3 separate regions of the Mus musculus genome follow, and all the other regions are linked to region 1. The links are chromatin contacts, called in public Hi-C maps. All regions are on one chromosome and are shown on one strand. Each heading gives the region's core, a stretch centred on a gene start, on an enhancer-like site or on the middle of the called end of the contact. The rest is flanking DNA. Distances are from core to core; before and after follow the strand shown. Region 1 has its middle 79 kb from the start of Gm25672. Region 2 has its middle 37 kb from the start of Barhl2. Region 3 has its middle 45 kb from the start of Gm32921.

Region 1 (3,444 bases), core at 698-3,197:
AAATGTGGACTACTTAATGAGGGAAAAATGAAGGTTTCACGTTGTAGCCAGAGTCAATACTCTCTGCCTGGTAAACAGAAAAGAAAGATTTCATGGATGTTGCTCTTGATGATTGGCTTCGTTTGAAAATGGTTGGGGAACTATCTAAACCCACAACTCTTAAACTAACAGCACTGCCCAACTCATAGGTGGTTCAGAAAAAAATAATCTCAAGCGGCAAGTAGGCTTGCTTCCCCCATCCAGTTTCTGCCGGCGACTGTAACACACCAGGACGCTCTACACTGGATCAGAGACTATAATACGCCAGGATGCTCTACATGGGATTACTAAAGCTAGGGGTCACACAGCTATTTGAGGCGTTAGATTTTGTTTTTGTTTTAGGGTAAATCCAAGTATCTAAGTAGAGCTATCTTAACATGTTTCCAAATTAGCTTTCACATATGAAATATGTGCCCATGGAAGATTGTGCATTAGTTTTGCCATTACAAGATTTTGCTGAAAGGACCCTGATATAGCTGTCTCCTGTGAGGCTATGCCAGTGCCTGGCAAATACAGAAGTGGATGCTCACAATCATCTATAGGATGGAACACAGGGCCCCCAATGGAGGAGCTAGAGAAATCACCCAAGGAGCTGAAGGGGTCTGCAACCCTATAGGTAGAACAACAATATGAACTAACCAGTACCCCCAGAGCTTGTGTCTCTAGCTGCATAGGTACCAGAAGATGGCCTAGTTGGCCATCATTGGGAAGAGAGGCCCCTTGGTCTTGCAAACTTTATATGCCCCAGTACAGGGGAACACCAGGGCCAAGAAGTGGGAGTGGGTGGGTAGGGGAGCAAGGCGGGGGGGGGGATATTAGGGGACTTTTGGGATAGCATTTGAAATGTAAATGAAGAAATATCTAATAAAAAATTTTTTAAAGAATTTAAAAAAAAAGAAGAAGAGACCAAAGAGTCTTTTCTGAGTTGACATCTTGACTATCTACACATCCTCTGAGGCTTGTCTTTAAGCAGAGGAAGCTCTTCTCTCCAGGCATCCTATCTTACCAGCTTCAGGGGGGAATCTCAACCTCAGCCCCTGCTTCACTGTCTGTTCAGCTAGCAGGAAACTGGTCATGTGACCACTTTATACTGAATGGCAGCAAACTGGTCATGTGACCACTTTATACTGAATGGCAGGAAACTGGTCATGTGACCATTGGAACTAGATCAGCAATTTCATGGAGTTGAGAAATAAAAGATTCAAGCCTGGCAGGTTAGTTATCATTAAATATAAATATTTGTATTGACTCATATATACCTACATATACAGCAATGACGAGGAGCAAGAGTGACTTGTTTGATCAAAGAAAAACTATAATTTCAAAGTGGGCACCTGCTGTTCAGGAAAGAATTCTGCACAGATCTGTAACAAATTATTGACAGGAGGTACCTTCAAACACATGAGTTGGAAGAGACACTTCTACACGTATGGGGGTTTTCTAGCAATTAAGCTGTTTTGTTTTTATGTGAGACAAGGGTCTCATGTTGTACAGGCTGCCTGGAACTTACTATGTAGTCAGAGCTGACCTTGAACCTTTGACCCTCCTGCTTCTACTTCCTGAGTGTTAAGACCATGCCCAGTGCTGGGGATGGAACCAGGCCTCACACATGCTCAGCAGACAGACATTCTACTAAGCAATCATGGGCGTTTATGTGGAAAAAAAAAAATTAAGGCTGCAAGAAAATAGAGTGGACACCTTCTCAGACGTCTAAGACACTCCCGTTCTTCCTCCACCTCTTCAACCCTCTGCACTGGCTGAAAGGAACGTGCTTCTCTTCCAGCGTCTGTTGTACCAGTCATTTCTGAGCACTTTAGGCTTAGGGGAGCACGGTGATCCCCAGGGTAACAGACTAGAGCACAGACCATCCGCTCGCAGACTTGCCGCTTCTCTTCAGGGGATTTCTCACCAGAAATGGAAAGCAGGTTCCTGCTGGATCCACTCGCTATCATCACCCACAGCAGTCTTGGCCCTCTGTGCCTCCAGTCAAGCAGAAATGAAACTTTCTGTCTATTTCTGCGGTCCCTTCCCGTCCATCCCCGTGTCTCCTGAGGCCACTCTGCCCCACAGAGCTCCAAACTTGCAGCTCAGCAGAAAGCGTATCTGGGCCTGAAAGGTCAGCCCCCCTGAACCAAAAGGGCTTTTGCTTTTCTTGCCCTTTGTGGGCGAGGGGGATGCTGCTTTCGCATTTGCAGAGAGGAGCTTACCCCATGCTGCTCACACTGATGAATCTAATGGCTTCCTGGCATGTCAAGATTCCCAGCCACCTGCTCAGCTGGCTGTGTGCCCACATCAAAGGTGGCACGTCATGAAGGAAGGGGACCATGGACAGCAACCATAGACAGTAGGCCCAGTAAGCACAACTATGCCTTGCTTTCAGGAAGACCTCTGAAGCCTAGCACGGGCAAGGTGGTGCATCTGCTAACGACCATTGGCAAAAAAAAAAAAAAAAAAATATTAAGACCAGTTTCCACTGTGAATTCTCCTTTTCTCATTGGTTATCAGAGGTGGACTTAGGAATTTAGAGGAGGCGAGGCCTGACTGTGAGGACTTTTTCCACATGACCAAGCACCAGACAGGAGAGAGTTCCATCCACGCTGAAGAACATGTAGAGATTATGAAATTTATAAGTCACTACTGAGGTTGCCCAGTCCCATAGCTGGGATTCATGCCCTTCCAGAGCACACACATACATGAAGATGTGTTGGGCAGTCTTATACTAATAAAAAAAAATGTTACATAACTGAACATCAATTGGCTTATGCCTTATGTTTAATTGGCTTAATCTGGAAACCTGACTCTTAAATCAAGCTGGAAGAAAAGCAGAAGCAAGGAGCAGAGATTTGGAGCAAGTGTAAGAAAGTCAGCATAAATGGAACTGGGGTGACTTGGGGTTGAAATCACCTTACATCTGAAAACACCCCCCTTACCTATGCCTGAAGTGCCTACACTGTTGGGGAAGACTAATAGGATAATTTCTCAAGCTTTGTCTTTTATCTTCCCTCTTTGTTGTATACACACAGGGACACGCACAGGCACAGACACACACATACATGCATACACACATGTACACACCTGCATACACACACACATACACATGCCCATGCACGTACACATGCACACTCATACACACACGCACACCCACATACACCAGGACAAGCATGGTCCCTTAGATGCTGGCAATACTGTGATGGTCACCATGGCTACTGGGGGTGCTCCCCCTCATCATCAGTACATGGGAGACAAGGACAGCAAACGGAAAGAAGACACATAAAGACAGTTCACACCAGGTCTGGGTCCTAAATTTGTCACTGACCAACTGCAAGTCCTTAGACACAAGTTTCTTCCTCATCGTGGAATGGCAGTCCTCCATTTTGATTCTCTCAGAGCAGTTCGATGGCCAGC
Region 2 (3,444 bases), core at 352-2,851, 430 kb before region 1:
GCATCAACCCAGACAGGCAGGAGGAGCTAGCTGGTCGTGGTGGGTGGTCTTTGCAGGAGAACAGTGTCAGGCTGCAGCCATGTGGGAAGAGGAAACTGGAGTTGCAGGATTTTGCACACACTGGTCTATCGTGCATCAGCATTGGTACTTGGACCTGAAGAAATCTTTGGCAACTGCCTTGCTACTCCCAAGGGTCTAAGGCACTGGGGTCCTCCGTGTCAGCAGCACACATTCACTCATTGTTGCTTTGGCTGTCCACAATCTGTCACCCCCATTGCTTTGCTAGCAAACCGGTTATAAGGTCATGGATAGCCTACTTTCCTATGGATGCTTAAAGAATGTGGAAATTGATATTCTCTTAGGGCAGCTCTGATACCAGCGGGTGAAAGGCCATGCTCCACTCTTCTTATTCCAAACCTAGAGAATCCTTAGATGTTACACAAACAGCCTAGCATCTTAGAGGGACTGTGACATGTTACCCTCATGGAAACTTTGTTGCATGCTACTGTCCATCCTGGCTTCTTTCTCTTTCCTGTTCCAGAAAGGCAGGCAGCATGCGTGGCACCTAGCTTGCAGCAACTATGTGAAGTCTGAACAGAACTCAGACCTTGCCTGCTGCCACAGTTCAAATAGGAAATGTTCCCCACAGGCTACTGTGTTGGGTGTATGGTGCTTTGTTGATGCTACTATTTGGGGATATAGTGGGAATGGGGAGATGGTGGGAACGGGGAGATGGTGGGAACGGGGAGATGGTGGGAACCGGGAGATGGTGGGAATGGGGAAGATGATGGGAATGGGAAGATGGTGGGAATGGGGGGTTGGGGGGAGATGAGGAGCCTGATTCAGCCTTTTTAGGTGCCTGGCACTTAGCAGGTGAGTCCTTTTCACACAACTTCACTTATGGATTCTTTTTTTCTAGCTGTCCTGGAACTCACTTTGTAGACTAGGTTGTTTCTAGAATTCACTTTGTAGATCCACCTGCTTCTGCCTCTTCTCCCACTTTGTCTGCCCTCCAACCCCAGAATGCTTACAAGTCTTTCCATGATCTCACATCTCCTCCATTGTCTGACTGTGGGGAAAGGTCATATGTTGATCTCCTAGTGAAGGAAATCTGGTAAATATTTGTGCAATGGGATCTGTTGACTTAAAACACTGATAGAACTTTTGAAGCCCCGGAGCTACTCGGGTGCTTTCTTTTTATTAGTGTCTCGCTGGTGGCCAGCCCAATTCAGAACAGACAACATAAAGACGTCATGAGCAGAACACGGTTTTCAGTTCTTGCTGGAAATCTGGGAGCCCCCGTCTTTCACTGGAATCCTGGTGCTGTGGAGAGGCGGTAGCAGGAGTCTGGGTAGGCAGAGTGTGTGGTCATGTTAACTGGGAAAAAGATTCCAGCAGGTCCCATAGGTGGCAAGGATATCTGGGTACTTAAAATTATTTGGAGGAATCATCTCGAGTTTGATTTATAACATCTTTGCATATGTGAGACCTGCCTTTGGGTTAGAAGGAATAATAATTTTCTTTGAGCCTTGCATTTCAGAGCTTAGCAAACACTGACTTCCTGTTTGGCTACTGGGTCCTCAGGTGCTTCTTCTGAAGATGTTTACAGGGAGCCTGTGCTTTCCCTCAGCACTCAGCACAGGAATGGATAGTATGTTAAATAGCTGTTACAGCGCATGAATGGCGTGTTCCTGGTTACCCCAGAACACTTGTGTTTTCTCTCTCTCTCTCTCTTGTACAACGCAAGACAGGTATAGCTATAATCATCATGTTGCCTAGCCAGTTAGATATTCTGTGAGACTGTAATTATGCAGAGTGTAGAAAGAACTTTATTTATAAACTCAGTTTCCAGGAAAACAAGAATCGGAGGCAAAAGCTAAGCCAGCACACCATCTAATTCTCAATGTAAAATAATTCAGGGGTGCGGAAGATGAACATCTGATTTGTCACATCTGATACACTAATGTTTTATCCAAAAGGAAGAACACATTGTAACGTGCCCAGTCATCTGCATAAACACCACCTGGCCCTTTCCAGGCGCCCACTCAAGTAACGAGGCAACAAGGCACGGCAGCAAATGGAAAGCCGCTCTCTCCTTTAAAAACAACAAGATTTTATTTATCAAACTAACAGAATCTGGTTTTTGTTTTTGTTTTTGTTTTTTTAACAGCATAATATCTATGTGATAAAAGTAATGTGGACGGAGCTCTCCACATAAGGGAATGCATGATCACAAATTCCCTAGATTTTTCAACAGCTGAAAAAAAAATCATTATCCTTGAAAAAGACGGTAGATCAAACCAGATCCTGGGTAATAAGGTATTTATTACAACATGAAGCCACTTCCCTTGGGTGTATAGGCTTGCTGTACATTGGAAATAGGTATGGTTTTGAGTAAAATATCTTGCTAGAGAAGGAAAATTATTTTCGTCTCCAAACTGACACATTCTGGTTGCATGCCTCGGTGAGCATCCGCCATGCTACATTACACAGAAGGAGGCGGCATGGTATCCCCCAGTTGTCCTGATGTAAAAGCGAGAAGCGTCTGTCCGTCACTGGGGCACACTGTACCAGCCCCGAATATTTCAGAGGACGTTTACTCGGTGTGTGACCAGGAGTGATGAGTCACCATATTTACATCTCAGATTCAAGGTGACTACCAGAGAGCACGCTAAGGCATCAAAAAAAAAAAAAAAAAAAAGGAATTTCTGGTTAATTGCTAAACTGTCTTTCTGACTCTTGTTTTCCCTATTGAGAAAACATCATGAAGGCTCAAATGAGTTGGATATAATAGGTGTTTAATTATTATTTTTAAAGTCAATTATTATTTTGCAATTTGGTAAGTATGAGAAAATGTACTTACACGTTGTATAAACATATATAATGGGCCCTGCCCATGATCACCCCTTAGACTTTCCTGTCTTCTCCCGAAGCTGCCAAATGCCTCCTTGCCATGTTCTCTCCTGCATCATATCCTTCCCCCTCCCCCCAGATAATGTTGGAGGACCACTGGACTCTGTTATTGGTTCATGTTTTTACTGACTATCTGTGAGTCATCTCTAGCTTCCAGAAGTTTCTGCCTTTCAATAAGTCTTCCAGTTATTCATGACTCCCAAGGGCCACTTGAAAAGTGAGTTCACAGCTCTTTTGTGTAAGGGTTCCAGACACAGGTCCTCAGCCAAGTCTTTGATTCACAGATTTTTAATGTGTCTCCCTGGTGATGGGGGTGACTTGGCCCTCCCTGATTTTGTATCCAATTCATTATGGTATTCTGCAGCTTAATGGCCCTGGACATCTATGTCAGCTTAAGGTAAGGGCCCCATCTCGCTCACAGTGCTTACAGGCATCTTCCCACCGCCTCTGGCACAGATTTGCTGCTTCATGTGGGGAAAAGACTCCAGCATTAAATAAAGACAAGGAATCTTCTCTTTTTCCATGTTCTTG
Region 3 (3,444 bases), core at 351-2,850, 280 kb before region 1:
GAACACCTTGGCTGATGGTTGCTGTGGGAAGGCCCACCTCACTGTGGGCAGTGCCATCCCTACACACATGGTCCTGGGTTCTAGAAGAGAGCACACATCACAAAGCATAGAGAGCAAGCTAGTAAGCAGCGTTCCTCCATGGCCTCTGCACCCGTTCCTGCCATAGGTTCTGGCCCCGACTTCTGTCAATGATGAACCGCGACACGGACGTGCAAAAGCCAAATAAACCCTTTTCTCTCCAAGTTGCTTCTGCTCATAGAGTTGATCAAAGCAATGGACAGCAAACTAGGTCCGGGCCCAAAGGCATTTCAAAGCCATCGTTTTGTAAGTCACTGGAGGCGATATTTTTACATTTAACCTTTTCCATTTGTTTTTATTTTTCCACTACAATTTTTTTTTATCCTATCCTGTCATATCCCGAGAAGAGTGAAACTGGAGACCTTGGTGAGGGAGGTCCCTAGCCTGGCACTTATTTCACAGTTCCCATCCTGCCAACACGATGCTTAGGACTCACAATGTGCCAGGAATTGTGCTCACAATGTGTTTGCTCTCCTGCCTGAAGGATTCTTACCACGCAACAGCAGGGAGAGCTCGTTCCTGCACTTCCTTTGCTGACTACTCTGGGAATACAAGTGGAGGCCGTGCCAGGTCTCCCGCATCTGAGGGCCATTCCGGAACAATTGGAGCGAAAGACACCCTCTCACATCATCCCTTGGCACACACTCTTGGTGTGTGCAGGTACTTTTCTGCCTTGTTAGGAGATGGGATTTCAGAAGGGCACCACACCGCTTTACATCATCATAATAATCACACAAACTGACAGGACAGTAAAGTTTCAACTCCAATTTGGTTAGCAGTCAAGGAAGATAACATGGTGTGAACAACTCCTAGGAACAAGGCTGTAATTGTTTTGTTAGAGCCACACATTACTCTTCTTGCTAAGAAAGTAATCCGGAACAAGACAGCCTGTTGAGCTTGCTCAATGAGAAAAACAAAGCTTCATTAGGAGATTCTTCTCTGCAAGAAGGGAACTAATTATGTGTGTGTTGTGTGTATCTTATGTGCGTGTGTTTGTGTGTGTGTATATATATGTTTGTGTGTATGTGTGATTGTGTGTTTGTATGAGTCTTTATGTGTGTGTTTGTGTGTTTGTATATCTGTGTGTTTATTTATATGTGTTTATGTGTGTATGTTTGTGTGTATGCATATGTATTTGTGTATGTGTTTGTCTGTATGTGTATGCATTTGTGTGTTTGTCTATATGTGTATGATTGTGTGTGTGTGTGTACATGTGTGTTTGTATCTTGTGTATTTCTTCCTCGCTGTGCATGATTCTGGGATAAATGTTTCACCTGTCCTTTTGTAACTATTTACAAGCCTGACAGCATGCACGCTGGGTTTCCTTACACACCCTGCACCACTACACTTAACTACTTATGTTTGTAGGAAACATGGCAAAAACAGTAGAGCAGACATTTTGGAAACCTAGAGCTACACTATTAAGATCAGAATCATTGCCAGGCTGAGAATGCAAATCTCTGCCCCAGATTTCCTCTTGTTTAGTCTCCAGGACATCTAGTGGTAAGTGGAGCACTAGCAGCAGCCGGCTCGCTCCTGCAAGCTTTTCCATCCCCACTTCCATTCTTTGCCAACCCTGACTCTCTTTTTAATTGCATGCTGAGAAAACAGAAAACTGACCATCTGTCCCAACTGCAAAATGTTTTGGGAAAACAAGCAAGGAGCAAGCTGATATTTGGATGCAAGTGCTCAAAGGGTGTGGCTGCAAACTAAGGAAAAGATCTCAAAAGAAATATAAGCACAAACTGTATGCCATCACACACCCAACAACGTTTGCGCTTCAGTGACTCTGCCGTGTCCCCCAGAGGCAACTCCTCTTCCCTGAACACTTTGAATATTCACGAAGAGTTCTCTTTTTAAAATTGTGAGTTTTGTTTACAAAACTTTCTATTCCTACCTGGGCAGGGTTATTAGTATAAATTGATAAATGCATTTTATAGAACAATTACCAGTTATTTAAACTTTGCCCCCAATTATCCATGGGTGTACACTTCCAATTTGAAATAGGTAGACAAGTGGAGAAATTCTATAAAATAGGTAACATGGTTCCACCCACGAGATCTAAAGGGCAGATATATTCCTCTGTATAAATTTCAAGAGTTTGGGCTCCCGAATCAATTTCAAAGATCAATATGATTACATACTTTTAATAGCTTCCCCAGCTAATATTTAAAATAATTATGGACACAAGCTCATTTGATGTGGCTATTAGTAGTTTAATTAGGTAGTAATGAGCGAGATGCCATAGGTTAGCACGGCGTTAGCACAGTAGGACCTGCTTCAGCATGAAGCACACTTGAGTGTTAAAATTTTAATCTTTATGTGTGAATATGCATGGGCATATCGTGTTAATTATTGTGGAAGGATGCTTTCTACTTCTGAACGCTAACAAGTGGGCGATCATGAAACCTAGGAGGTTCTGCAGCTGTCTGTGGATTGCTTTGATGATGCCATAAACCATGACAATTACACAGTATGTTAGTGCATACATACATACATGCATGCATACATACATACATACATACATACATACATACAGCAAATCCATTGTACATGCCGTAATGTGGAACATGGATGTTTTAAGTAAGCAACGTGGAGACTCTTTTTGTTGTTGTTGTTGTTATTTAATTTCAGTTTAAGACAAAAGTTTTTACATTTCTGGGTTAAAGTGTCTACCCATCACCAATGCTGGCATTTCACATTGTGTGTCTTCACTGCTGAAAAAGAGAATTGTGCTTGGTATCAGCCCCTAGGGTTAAGCTAGTGACATTGGATCAGTGGAGAAAAGTCTGTGAGCTGTTGAATTAGTATGCAAATCCAGGCGATGGCAGGTGAGCAGGCGTGAAAAGCAGAGATGGCCTGGCCCCAGCTGCATTTTTATCATGGCTCTCAGAACCTGACCAGACTTCCTCCAGTGGAGGTGCTATTACACGTGTTCCCCTACCCTAACTCCTCTGTATTAGGTACTCCTTTGTCGCTTTGTTAAATCGCCATGACCAAGGCAACCTACAGAAGGAGGATTTTATTCGGATCATGGTTTCGGAGGGACAGAAGTCCATCACAGCAGGGAGGCATGTTAGCACGGAGCACAGCAATAGGGGCAGGAAGCAGAGAGAGCTCGCGCCCACTGATGGATCTCCTCTAGCAAGGCTGCAACGTCTAAGCCTCCCCAAACAGTGCCACCTACTGGTGACCACGTGTTAAAACACCCAAGAAACACCATGGAGGAGGGGATGGGCATTTCTCATTCAAACTAATATACCACCTTCCAAACTCACATGTTGATACCTTAAGCCCCAAATATGACTGTATTTGGAGACAAGCCTTAAAAGCACTTAATTGAGGTTCGATGAGGAAGTAAAGATA

What was found. Hi-C and Micro-C count contacts between places; a contact is called where the count stands out from the background.
Region 2: a contact with region 1 is called in a Hi-C map of cerebellar granule neurons, with 2.4 times the contacts expected there. The contact joins two enhancer-like sites. A contact is called at or near these places in 1 of 15 datasets of contacts at CTCF or cohesin (stem cell-derived epiblast-like cells), 20 of 484 Hi-C or Micro-C datasets (cerebellar granule neurons, embryonic stem cells and trophoblast stem cells) and 2 of 115 datasets of contacts at active chromatin or transcription factors (embryonic basal ganglia and forebrain).
Region 3: a Hi-C map of cerebellum shows a contact between it and region 1, with 4 times the contacts expected there. The contact joins two enhancer-like sites. A contact is called at or near these places in 16 of 484 Hi-C or Micro-C datasets (brain, cerebellar granule neurons, cerebellum and 7 more).

What each region holds. Positions count from the first base shown.
Region 1 is chr5:105,992,129-105,995,572 of GRCm38.p6, reverse strand. No RefSeq gene overlaps it. Among named protein-coding and RNA genes, the nearest start is that of Gm25672, 79 kb to the left of the region's middle. Within about 2 kb of position 1,947, at least 2 of the 459 cell types and tissues checked have an H3K27ac peak or open chromatin away from gene starts, as enhancers often do. A contact at or near this core is called in cerebellar granule neurons and cerebellum, where this site is marked.
Region 2 is chr5:106,419,643-106,423,086 of GRCm38.p6, reverse strand. No RefSeq gene overlaps it. Among named protein-coding and RNA genes, the nearest start is that of Barhl2, 37 kb to the left of the region's middle. Within about 2 kb of position 1,601, at least 8 of the 459 cell types and tissues checked have an H3K27ac peak or open chromatin away from gene starts, as enhancers often do. A contact at or near this core is called in cerebellar granule neurons, where this site is marked.
Region 3 is chr5:106,274,582-106,278,025 of GRCm38.p6, reverse strand. No RefSeq gene overlaps it. Among named protein-coding and RNA genes, the nearest start is that of Gm32921, 45 kb to the left of the region's middle. Within about 2 kb of position 1,600, at least 10 of the 459 cell types and tissues checked have an H3K27ac peak or open chromatin away from gene starts, as enhancers often do. A contact at or near this core is called in cerebellar granule neurons and cerebellum, where this site is marked.